2 separate regions of the Hordeum vulgare genome follow, and region 1 is linked to region 2. A link is a contact called in public Hi-C data. All regions are on one chromosome and are shown on one strand. Each heading gives the region's core, a stretch centred on a gene start, on an enhancer-like site or on the middle of the called end of the contact. The rest is flanking DNA. Distances are from core to core; before and after follow the strand shown. Region 1 holds the start of LOC123424350 (benzyl alcohol O-benzoyltransferase-like). Region 2 holds the start of LOC123424309 (putative F-box/FBD/LRR-repeat protein At5g56810).

Region 1 (6,219 bases), core at 3,654-6,153, 580 kb after region 2:
TTTTGTTCCTTTTACTGTTCCTATTTTTCTGTTTGACATTTGAGAATTTTTGTTTTGAATTTCAACAAATGTTCTCTTATCCACAGTTTATATTTCAATGTCCGTGCTTCAAAAAATGTTCCTGCTTCCAAAATGTGTTCATCTTTTGAAACATGTTCATGTCTCAAATATTATTCTAGTATTCAATTAACTGCATGTTTTTTCAAAAAATATTCCTTTTTTCATAAATTGTTCACAAATGTTTTTAAAATGTTCTTCTTTTCACATTTTTATATAAAATGTTCCTATTTTACGAAAAAAGTTTCTCTTTTTTGAAAATTTGTTCACAAATTGATAAGTTGTTCAAATTTTCTTAGCCAATTCTAAAATTATTCGTTATTTTAATGGACAACGCTACGCGTCCACCGACGGATTATTTCCAATGATCCGCCACCTTCGCGGTCGTTTGATTTTATGCATCCAGCCGATCTCATCCATTCAATCCGCACGCGGGGCTTTGGCCTAATTCATGAAACGATGCTTAACAACCGCTTTGTTGCAGGTTTTTTTTCCTTCGCGCGCGCTTCTGCTGGGCATCCAGTAATTCCTGAAACAACGTTCGAGTTTGTGAAACAATCGCTTTGTTGCAGGGTTTTTTTCTTCGCGCGCGCTTCGTGGGCATCGGGTAATTCCTGAAACAACGCTCCAGTTTCTGAAACAATCGCTTTGTTGCAGTTTTTTCCTTCGTCTTTCCGCAACATAAGTATTGCTGCGAAATAAATTTTTGCAACAAAAGTTCATGCTGCAGAAACTCCATCTTCGTCCTTCAGACGAAAAACAGAGGGAGGTATGGAGCTGTGGAGGACGCACAACCATGGCGGCCATGCTTGATTCCCAAGCCTCATGGCTGGCGGAGGGATCGATCCAGATCCGGTCTGGCACGAGTAGGCAGGGCCGACGCGGGTCGGCCGACGGCAGGAACGCGACGGCGATGGCTGGGGGCTCCGGCGCCGGTGGCAGGGGCTCCGGTGGCGGCAGGATCGACCGGCGGCGGCGCACCACGACGGGGCATGCGGGACCATGCTCGGGCAGCGCTCTGGAGGAGGAGGGGGCCGGCGGCTCGCTCGGCCAGAGGCTCAGGAGGCTCCAGGAGGCGGGGAGGTGCAGGCGCGGTGGCCCTGCTCCGCGCGAGGCCGGCCGGTGCAAGCTGGAGCAGGCGATGGCAAGCGGCGGCGCGGTCTCGGGCAGGGGCGCTCGGGAGGAGTTGCAGGAAACGGTTCCTGAAACAACAACATCGTTTAAAAAAAACGATCACAGCTCACGCGGAAGCTGGTCCGGTCTCGTTCGTATGATAAAGGACAGATCGGACGGTCACCGAGCCGGCGGACGAGCCAGCGCGATCGGTCGGTTGAACACAATCTTCTCTCTATTTTAATATGTTCGGGAAGTGTAAAAATTATTCCTCATTTTCTAAAAAATATTTGCCGTTTCCAATATTGTTCACACATTTAAAAAAATGTTCTATGTTTGTAAAATGCTCTTATTTTCAAATTTGTTTATAGACTAATAAATTGTTTATGTTCACCTAAAAAATTGTGTATTTAAAAAAATGTTCGCGCTCCCAAATTCGTTCACATTCTTTTTAAATTGTTCTTTGTTTCAAAATATGTTCTCAAAATTCAAAAATGTTCGTTCTTTAAAAAATCGGTAGCTCTTTCAATATTGTTTAGGTTTTCTCAAAATTGTTTTCCTTTGCAAAATTTTGATCTCAAGATTCAAGAAAATGTTCACGTATTGAAAAAATTGTTCGCGCTTCCAAATTTGTTCACTTTTTTTTAAATTGTTCTTGGTTTCAAAATTTGTTCTTAAAATGCAAAAAATGTTCGTGCTTTCAAATTTGTTCGGGTTTTTTCAAATTGTTCTTCTTTTTAATTTTTTGTTCTCATGATTCAAAAAAAAAATCGTGCTTTAAAAAATTGTTCACGCTTCCAAACTTGTTCACTTTTTTTATAATTGTACTCAGTTTCAAAATTTGTTCTCAAAATTGCAAAAATGTTCGTGCTTTAAAAAAATTCTGTGTTTTCAAATTTCTTCGGGGGTTTTCAAAATTGTCCTCCTTTTCGAATTTTTTCTCTCGAAATTCATGCTTTAAAAATTTGTTCACATTGTTTTAAATTGTTCTCGGTTTCAAAATTAGTTCTCAAAATTCAAAAAATGTCCGTGCTTAAAAAATGTGTTCACGCTTTCAAATTTGTTCAGGGTTTTTCAAAATTATTGCCCTTTTCAAAATTTTGTTCTCAAGATTTAACAAATGTTCGTGCTTTAAAAAATTATTCACACTTCCAGATTTGTTTACAGTTTTCCAAAATTATTTTTCAAATTCGAAAAATGTTTTTTCTTCAATAAAAATAAAGAAAAAACGAAACAAAAAAGAAACAAAACAGAAATTAAACAGAGAAGAAAAAGGAAACAAAACCGGGCCGGCCCAGTCGGGGCGCCCCCTGTGTGGCGTAGGGCTGCCTGCCACAGTGAGCGGCAGGAGCTCCCGGTTTTGCCCACCCGACATACCCATCGAGAAAGGAATTGCAGCATAATGACACCCTCCAAATACCTACAATCAAAGTCATTCTTTTTCTGGATTGCTATTTCACAATTGCCTTCGCGTGTTGGTCAATTCTATTGTGAAGCACCAAAACGAAGATGGCTGGGCCGCGATGAGCGAAGCGGGAAGCCGGTAAGTCCTTGGAAAGAAACGAGTGGCAGAGGCAAGAATTTTCTTCTTGGTTATCACTTGTGCAACGCAATAGCAATATGACAACAAATATACAAAAGCTAGCAATAATATACCTACGGATTAGAAATTCTTTGGTATTCCATGCCGAAGAATACAAAGAGGGGGGATTAGAGGGACAGCAACATGACCGACGTTGATTGGCGGCGCGGGGAGGAACATGTCGTGCATCGCAGGAGGAGGAAGGAAGGAAGGAGAATAACAGTACGGATGGCATCATGGTCCTTGGATGTTGATCGAATGGTCCAGATGGAAGTGACTGATATTTCAGGCAACTGACGTAGCACGTACTGATTCTCGGTCGTAATACATACAGGGACGACCCCGGCATAAGCTACGCCTTGCACAGGCTCTCCATCTCCGCCGCGAACCGCTCCATGGCCGGCCGTGGCAGCACGATCGGCACGGCAATCGCGTCCTCCCCGTCACGGTCCTTGACGGGGACGAAGAAGGTCACGCCGAAGACAGTGTCGGCCGGGCCGCCGTACACCGGCTCGCCCCACCCGAAATCGACTCCGTAGAACCCGGCGTGCCGGTTGTCTGACACGAGGAACAGGTTCTGCAGGGCCAAGAACGGCCGGCCGCGCAGAACCAGCACGTCGACCGTGGAACGCACGTACTCGGCGGTCACCGCAGCCTTGGCCCGCCGCACCAGCGCCACCGCGTCGGCCAGCGAGCCGCCGCCGCGCAGCGCAGCGGCGTCGGCCAGCGCCGCCAGGGGCACGCACGCGTTTCCGTAGTATCCGTCCGGCAGGCCCAGCTCGACGAAGGCCCGGAAGTTGGCGATGATGACCAGCCGCGCGTCCTCGCCCGGCGGGACCTCGAGCGCCGCCGTGCGGGCGCGCCAGAGGTACGCCGCCAGCGCCTCGAAGGTGGTGGCCTTGTCGCGAACGAGAGGAGGGAGGTGTTTCTTGATCGCGGCGAGGTGGGCGTGGCCGAAGGTGAAGGACCGCATGACCATGTCGCCGGCCGGCGGCGGCGGCGGCGGAAGAAGGTCGAACTCGCGGTGCGGGAAGGACGGCATAGGCGGGCTGCGCGCCTCTAGGAGCTCACGGGACCACGCGGGCGCGACGGTCGGCGCCGGGACGCCGCGGGCGAGCTCGGCGACGGCGTTCATGAACTGGACGATGCCGATGGCGTCGCACATGGTGTGGTTGAGGCGGAGCGCCAAGATGAAGCCGCCGCAGAGCAGCCGAGTCACCTGGTGACCATGATAAAACAGCGCATACGTTTAACTCATGCATTCAACAGGTGCAAATTAACCACCATGACATATACCTGGATGAGCAGCAACGGGCAGTTGAGCACGCCGCCGGAGCCCTCGACGTCGAAGAGTAGCTGGTCCATGCACGGGAACGGCGGCCTGAGCCCGACAGCCTCGAGCTCCTCCAGCCGCACGTCGGCGTCGGCCTCCACGAACATCACCCCCTCGCCGGTGCAGTCGACCACCAGCTTCCGCCCCTCCACCTCCCTGAGCCGCCCAGCAAGCGGATAGTAGTGCACCAGGGCCTCGCCGAGCGCGCGCCGGATGACTCCGGCCGGGTGAACCGGTGCATCGACGTCGTCGTCGTCCATCACTTGGGCACGGTAGATGAGGGCGAAGGACACGTGCCCGCGCAGCGTGTCCTGGTCGTCGATCTCAGACAGGCGCTTGGTATCACGAGGCGTCGGCGCGGCCGGGCCGACGAGCTCCGGGTCGCACCGGCGCACCGCGAAGGCCAGCGTCGCCATGGCGGTGGACTCCGGATCAGGATGATCTTGGCACAAGTTCGAAGCTATGCATCGAGAGTTACTCTCGGCAGTAATACTTGTGCAGAGTGCGAATTGCTCGCAACCGGAAAGTCCAGCACCCGAGAAGTCCAAACATGCAATGCGCGACATTTTGGAGCGAAGCTAGAAAACGTGGAGAACTCGGTTTACAGGGGAGAAAGTAGATACCTGGCTGGAAGCTCTCGCCTTCTAACATATGCCGTATTTGTCGGATTTACATGGACTTGACGGAGTAGTTTGGAGCAAAACAATGGAGGTCAAGTTAAAAACTGCTCCAAACATTGCAGCTGACCGTATCCGCATGCGTATCCTCTCAGGATCTGCAAATGTTCCCAGCTCGTGCTTTCACTTTCACGGTTGCGACTTCGTAGCTTCTCTCCTTAGAAATATTCGATGTCCAAAACAATTTCATCCTCGCAAGTTTGACCTTTCACTGCGCTCAGAGGCACACAAAGGAAACTCGTAAGATGAATGGATATAACCCTCCCCATCCAGAGACTACAAAAGGTAAAACAAATACGAACAGCACGCAACAATCATGTACAAAACATAAATCATGTATCGTGTCACACAAAATTTCAGAGCAAAAATGGAGCTGTAGTTTTTTGCGCTAGTTCGAAGGCACTCGTTTTTAATCCCGTCCCTGATATGACAGGTCATTTTTTCAAGGGAACGCATATATTGCACTTCTGTCCTTTCCACGCTTGTTGGAACAACAATGAAATTATACTCCTTTGGTGAGACAGAAACAAGTGCCACATCATGTCTGATGTATTGCAAATTCACCTTACCAAGCTCTATCGTCCAGGGGCTTGTTCGGAAACAGACATGAGACGGAATAAACACTCAGTCTGTAAACATCATTCCTAGACCATTTGATTCTTGGGGATGGCTACTTCCATTTTCCTTGAATATATCGCAGGCATTTTCTCTGCGTGCCTTGCGCTCTTCAATCACGTCTTCAATTGAATCAGAGCAGTACAGCCCCCTTGACTGCCCCTTTGGTTTCTCAGCTACCACAAATTTATTGCCTTCTCGGCCTCTTTCAGGGAAGCCAGCCCACACTGCAGAAAGTCAGGCAAAAGTAATAGTCAGGCGATAATGACACAGCATAGAACGACTGGGCACAAGCACTTCAGCACAAGAAAGACTGGAGTGCTCAATAAAAGTCAGGAGTGGTAAGATTCTCATGTACTCCCTCCGTTCCTAAATATAAGTCTTTGTAGAGATTTCATTAGTGGACTACATACGGATGTATATAGACATACTTTAGAGTATAGATTCAATCATTTTGCTCCGTATGTAGACCCTTAGTGAAATCGCTTAAAAGACTTATATTTAGGAACGGAGGGAGTAACATTCAGAGTCAACAATGGCAGCTATTTGTGTTAATACCCCTGCCAATAGGCTTCAACCCGTTCGATACCTTCAGGGTTTTGGCCATTACTCCCCCGTTTCTAAATATAACCCTTTTTAGATATTTCAATACGGACTACACGAGTCCGTATTGAAATCTCTAAAAAGGGTTATATTTAGAAACGGAGGGAGCAACTACAGAGTATAACCAAAGACTAGACAAGTGCAGAACAGGGTCTATTGTCTGTGGGGCAGACTTAGATGCATCGTGGTCACGCTGCCAACAACCGCATCCAAGTCCAGAAGCTGTGGTACATGAGCCA
Region 2 (6,127 bases), core at 1,824-4,323:
CTTGTTTATTCAATAACAATTCACTGCTTATACTTTTTTTTAATAATATGTACAGGTGCCTGCAATGGGATCAAAGGAAATGAAATCTAGTATGAAAGGGGAGGAGCTGTACCTCGAACATGACGAAGCTGATTTCCTTAATGTATGGCTTTATTGTAGCATTAAAAAACTGAAAAAAATAACAAACATATTCAATATCATGCTTTTCTAACTTGATTCTTGACAAAATAACAGAGCGGGGCATAGTCTTGTACTCAAGTACTTTAGGCGCAAATGATGTACAAGGTACTATCCTTGTGAAATTTACATATAATACAACAGGAAAAAAAATCTGCAAAAAAAATTACAGTTTTTATTCATGTAAATGTATATGGTTTAGTAGAATGATAAACTTTGTTCAAAATTTAAGTGGAATCGGTTATATGAAAAACTCCTGCAATTTAAGTGGAATTGGTTATATGAAAAACTCTTGCAAAAAAAAAGTTCCCTGCCTCTTTAGTACTGCACTCTTTTCTTTTGTGAATTTCTTACAAGGTTTTTAATGAAGCAATATCAATACAAGCATGGACGATACATGTCATTTTTTCCTTATTTTTTCCATTGGATTTTAGAAGGAGTTTTCCATGACATATTGTATATCCTTTTTCTTATTTTTTCTTTTTCTTTGTTATTTTTTCCATTGAATTTTAGAAGGAGTTTTTCTTGACATATTGTATTATCTTTTTTCTTATTTTTTCTTTTTCTTTGTGAGATTTTTCAGATGGTTTTTCTCCTAAGGTTTTTAGTGAGACAAGATCAAAGTTTTCAATGAAGCAATTTCAATACAAGCATGGACGATATATTTTTCCTTATTTTTTTCACTGGGTTTCAGAAGGGCATATTATATATTTCTTACTTTTTCCACAGGGTTTTTAAAGGAGATGATTCCAAAGTATGATTTGCAAGAACAATCAAGGATTAGGGGAGTGTTAGGATTTAATTACTTTGTAATTAGAGATAATCCTTGTTGTAAGGAAGCGCACAGTGCGGAAGCCTCTCCAGGAAACCGTCACGTCGTTTGTTCGGGAACATCTCCTGGCAACCGCTCTTTCTAGGGACTCCCATCCCTGGCACCTGTTCCCCTTTATAAATAAATTTGTTGGTCATCAATAGAATAGTGAGTTCGATTAAATTGTTCTTTCACATGCTCGTCTCTGTATTTAGGTATAGAGGGAGTATGACCATAGTTCAACTTGCAATGCATGCACGTTACATTATTTTATTTAACGTTTGACGCTTGCCCTCGTGGCTCCAGCGCCAAAAGTCCCTACCGAACACACAACGGTACTACTGCCACACAAAACACTACCAGCTGACTCCGAGACTAACACGCCACACTTGCTCGTACTACAGACTCGCACACCACGGGCACACTTCACCCTGTTCTTCCCGAGCTTCTCCAACCTCGATCTAGCTATTGACGATGGTACCACCTGCAACCCGTTAACACGCAAAAAACAATTGATTAACATTGATCCTAGCTGCAATGAATTTCATGGCCAAGATGGGAAGAACCAACGACGTGCTGGTGAAGGGTTTACCGTTGGGGTGGAGGATCTGGCCGGAGATGTAGGAGGAGTCCTGCTCGCTGGCAAGGAAGACGAAGCTGGGCGCGACCTCGCTGGGCTGCCCGGCGCGCTTCATGGGCACCTCGGACCCGAACTGCTTCACCTTCTCCTCCGGGAAGGAGGCCGGGATGAGGGGCGTCCAGATGGGCCCCGGCGCCACGCCGTTGACGCGGATCCCCTTCTCCGCCAGCTGCATCGACAGCGCGCGGGTGAAGGCCACGATGGCGCCCTTGGTGGCCGTGTAGTCCAGCAGCGTCGCGTTGCCCTTGTACGCGTTCACGGAGGTGGTGTTGATGATGCTGGACCCGGGCCCCATGTGCTTCACGGCGAACTTGGTCATGAGGAAGTAGGAGAAGATGTTGGTGCGGAACACGCGCTCCAGGTCCTGCTCGGTGATCTCGGTGATGCAGGGGCGGACGTACTGCTCGGCCGCGTTGTTCACGAGGATGTCCACGCGGCCGCCGTGCGCGTTGGCCACCTCCTCCACCACCCTGCGGCAGTTCTCCTCGTACCCGAGGTCGCCCGAGAGCGCCTTGGGCTCGCCGGCGCCGGTGCGGGACTTGATGTCGCGGAGCGCCTGCAGGGTCTCCTCCGCGTCCTTGTCCTCGTGCCCCTTCACGTACGTGAAGTTCACCGTCGCGCCCTCCAGCGCGAGGCACAGGCACACCGCGCGCCCGATGCCCGAGTCGCCGCCGGTCACCAGCGCCACCTTGCCCTGCACGCGCACCCAACATCAACACGCATATCAATCAAACCGCAGCTGAACGCACGGAAGGCCATCGACAAGCAGTGGTAAATAAAACCGATTTACCTGGAGCTTGTTGGCCGACTTGTAGTTCTTGATGATGGCCTCGGGGCGGGGGTCCATGGCGTGCTCCTTGCCGGGCTGGCAGTCCTGCTGCTGCGGCGGGAACTTCTGCGACGCCATTGCTCTGGTCCCCCGGCGAGCGGGCGGTGCTCTTGGCGACGACGCGGCGAACGAAGCTAGCGCTCTGGTGGTGGGGAGGGGACGCAGCTGATTCGGTCGGAGACGGTGAAGAAGAAGGAGAAACGGCTGGGCTCTGGTGGGTGTTGCGAGGAGTGCGCTCATGGCACGGTGGAAGGCACTGGGTGGCAAGGGGCCGATATAAAGGTGCAACGAAGCAGCGCGGGCATGGCGCGTGGCGACGGACGTGGCACGAGTCTCGCAGCTGTCGCCGCCACGTGGTGACACCGCTCGTGTCCGAGTGACCGAGTGTAATCCGAGCTGCACCGCACGCCGCTTAGCGTGAAGCTGCTGCTACATGTTTCTGGGCGATGAGACAGTCGATCGATCGCCATTGTTGATCCTGTGGTCCGGCCGACCTGATGGTAAACGGGCCTAGAAGCCCACTAGAGCCCACAATCATAACACTTGTGGGCCGCCCATTTCTCTTACCTAGCCCGCAAGCACAACGCCACAAACTTCCTCTCTCTCGCTCTCTCGCCAAAAGGGAAACGGCGGCGACTCCTCACTCCTTGGAATCAGATTTCCCACTCCCCATCGGCCGCCATGGCGATGGCGTTGGCAACCCCACCCCGCTTCCAGATCTCCAACTAGATCGTTTCGCCATGGAGCACCGCGACGGGGAGATCGCCGCCAAGCGACCACCCAAGCGTTCCGACGGCGGCGACGGCCGCAGCGAGGACCGCCTCAGCGCGGTTCCCGACGACCTCCTTATCAACATCCTTCTCCTGGTCCGCGACGCCGCCGCCGCCGCGCGGACCAGCGTCCTCTCCCGCCGCTGGCGCCGCCTCTGGACGCTGCTCCCGGAGCTCCACTTTCTCCCCCACAATGATCCCCACCGCATACGCCTCGCCCTCGCCGCCCATGAGGCGCCGGCCCTACGCTTCCTCGACGTCGCCGTCATTGACGGCACCCCGGAGTCCATGGTGTCCTGGCTTCAAATTGCCGCGCGCCGCCTCTCCGGCCATCTGGTTCTCATCAACACCGAGCAGAACACCTCGTTGGACGAGCCTGGCGAAGGAGGCGCATTCGAGCTGCCCTGCTTCGAGAACGCCATGTCAATCAGCCTCGAACTAGGCCATCTCGGGCTCGGCCTCGCCGTGCCGTCTTCGGGTGTATTCGCCCGGCTCACCAATCTCTTCCTGAATCGCGTCCGGCTACATGGTCCGTCAATGCTCGGTGACGCTGTCTCCTGGCCACGGTGCCCATCCCTGCGGAGACTCATCGTTCATAATTCCTGGGGTGTGCGCAACTTCGCAATCCACTCCGATTCTCTCCTTGAAATAGACCTGAGGGATCTTCGGTCAGATAATCCCCTTGGTCTGGGCAGCTTCACCATTCGTTCAGACTCTCTACTGCGAACGAGGCTGATGAGTCTGCGTGGCTTGGAGCAGCTCACTGTTATGGCGTCGGCACTCCAATTTCTAAGTGTGAGCTCCTGCATTTCGTATAGTTCGAGAGGTAATCAACCGTCTGCAAACATCTTGGCCCCTCAGCTGACATGCCTCCTGTGGATGGATTATTATCATCCAAGCTACACCCAGCTTAAAATGGAAAATCTAGAACGGCTGAGCACCAACCTTTTTTTTGTATATGGACAAGAGTCGCACAAGATGTACAATAGTAATTGTACAAGGCTTCTACGGCGCTTTGAGGTTATCTGGATTCTCAAATTAACACTTTTCTATCTGCCGGTGAGTTCACTTACACAATACTAGTAAACTGCAACTTTCCTAGTAGTGTGGTGCCGTGGTCATGGAATGGACCTTCCTGGTTCATTCCCGGATGCTAATGACAAGCACACATGTAGTCCTATAATTGTAAATTGCACAAGCACACATGTAGTCATATACTTGTAAATTGGACAAAAACTCTCGTAGTACTTGATGTAAATTGGACAAGAACTCATGTAGTCTTGGCCTCATTGTTGAACTGAGATCTTGGCGTTCACTCGGATGAAACGTTCCCTGCCTCATGCCATGGCTCACATTCGCCTATCCTGCTCCTTAACGGAGAGTTGCTGTATTGTGTGGTACAGTTTAGAGATATCGGGAAGACAAAGAGTAACAGTATGCTGAGATAGGTGTGGACACGTGGCATATTCTAAGGTGGGTCTAATTTCATGATAGAAAAGACCAGGTCTCATAGGATCATTTTCCGTCCTTTATCCTTCCTAGCAGCTTCATTCCCATGAGATAGTGTTATTTTTATTGCCTTTGATCAGTTAGCGTTGAGATTACAAACTACTGCTGCTGCACTAGTATATTGGTAATTTAAGATGGCACATGAGGTCGGTCTTGCTAGCGTAAAAAAACGACCTCCACCACTGCACTAATATATTTGTTATTCATATGATGGCTCATCACCTCAGACTTGCTAGCATAAAAGAACCATTTGTTGTCTGTTATTGAATTTCTAAACAAGGTGCTTGTGTCCTTTCCATTTATATATGTCATTTTATGCGACTTCCCATGGCTCCACTGCAGGAAGTTACTAACCATGAGTACTTGATGGAGGGCATTACAAAACACCCAAACATTGCATTCATGGCCCTGGAAATAGTGGCAAATGGACATTCCTTTGGAGCCAGTTCATTCCATGTCCTCAGCATGTGTGTTGGTGTCAGAAAGTTGTCTCTTAAACTTCTTGACACACATGGCTATCCGGTGGTAATATTATCCTTACTTTGTTTATCTAATAATATCTTAGTACACATATTTATTTCTTGGCACGCCTAAGCTTTAACTGCTAGTTGCCCTACTCTATGTGTTGATTTGATACCGGTGCTTTGCTCCAAATTATGTGACAAATATATGGCATATGTATCTCCCAAAGAAAATGCATATTACTCAAGGTGTTGGTAACATCATAGGTTTCCCATTTTGGGGGCCCTGTTAGACCCCATTTCCAGCTCCCCAAAAACTGTTTAGGGATCCCATTTAGGGGCCCTGCTGGAGATGCTCTTACAGGGAGGAGATGGTGATGTTGCAAGATGGGGAGGTCGCCAGCAGTGGCGTACCCTGAGCAGAAATGAGCCAGTGCCCAAATATAAGCCATACATGTTTCTCACTTAGAATTGGGGTGTTGCAAAGTTATACATAGAATATTAAGAAAAATAAAATTTGGCATGGTGTACTGTGCACCATGATACGCCCTCCCTGACCACTAGGGACGGAGGTGGGCGAGGTGGTATAGGAAAGGTAAAGGGGTCAATAGCTCATGTGCGACGTTTTTCCTGCGAATTGGCTGCAAAGCGACATCGTTCGCAAGAACAGCTCTGCTGCGACATCTCTCTGCGCACAAATAGCCCAGACACGACATGGCCCTTAAGCACAATCTCTGTCAGGATTAGGTGGAGCCGGGCGGGACCCACAGCTTATCCACGTCGGCGTGGGACCCAGATGGAGGCGACTACGGTTAAATAGTTTTCCCCTGTGCGCGCATCCTCCCTCTTCTTCTTCGGCGATGAAGCACGACAACCCTGGCGAGCTTCGATTCAGACAAGCATATTTACAATCATTCAACCGAAATCGAC

Evidence for each region. Hi-C and Micro-C count contacts between places; a contact is called where the count stands out from the background.
Region 1: a Hi-C map of leaf shows a contact between it and region 2, with 2.6 times the contacts expected there. The contact joins the promoter of LOC123424350 here to the promoter of LOC123424309 in region 2. A contact is called at or near these places in 2 of 6 Hi-C or Micro-C datasets (both in leaf).

The regions. Positions count from the first base shown.
Region 1 is chr1H:64,128,122-64,134,340 of MorexV3_pseudomolecules_assembly, forward strand. It overlaps LOC123424350 (benzyl alcohol O-benzoyltransferase-like), which reads right to left and starts at 4,904. Exons shown (of 2, transcript XM_045107958.1): 1 at 4,049-4,904; 2 at 2,742-3,971. The coding sequence starts at 4,651. The coding sequence ends at 3,105. LOC123424361 (putative TrmH family tRNA/rRNA methyltransferase) reads right to left here. Exons shown (of 4, transcript XM_045107969.1): 4 at 4,997-5,604. The coding sequence ends at 5,387.
Region 2 is chr1H:63,551,874-63,558,000 of MorexV3_pseudomolecules_assembly, forward strand. LOC123424309 (putative F-box/FBD/LRR-repeat protein At5g56810) reads left to right here and starts at 3,074. Exons shown (of 3, transcript XM_045107950.1): 1 at 3,074-4,286; 2 at 5,079-5,261. The coding sequence starts at 3,198. It overlaps LOC123424293 (glucose and ribitol dehydrogenase homolog), which reads right to left and starts at 2,702. Exons shown (of 3, transcript XM_045107949.1): 1 at 2,419-2,702; 2 at 1,581-2,322; 3 at 1,199-1,472. The coding sequence starts at 2,697. The coding sequence ends at 1,450.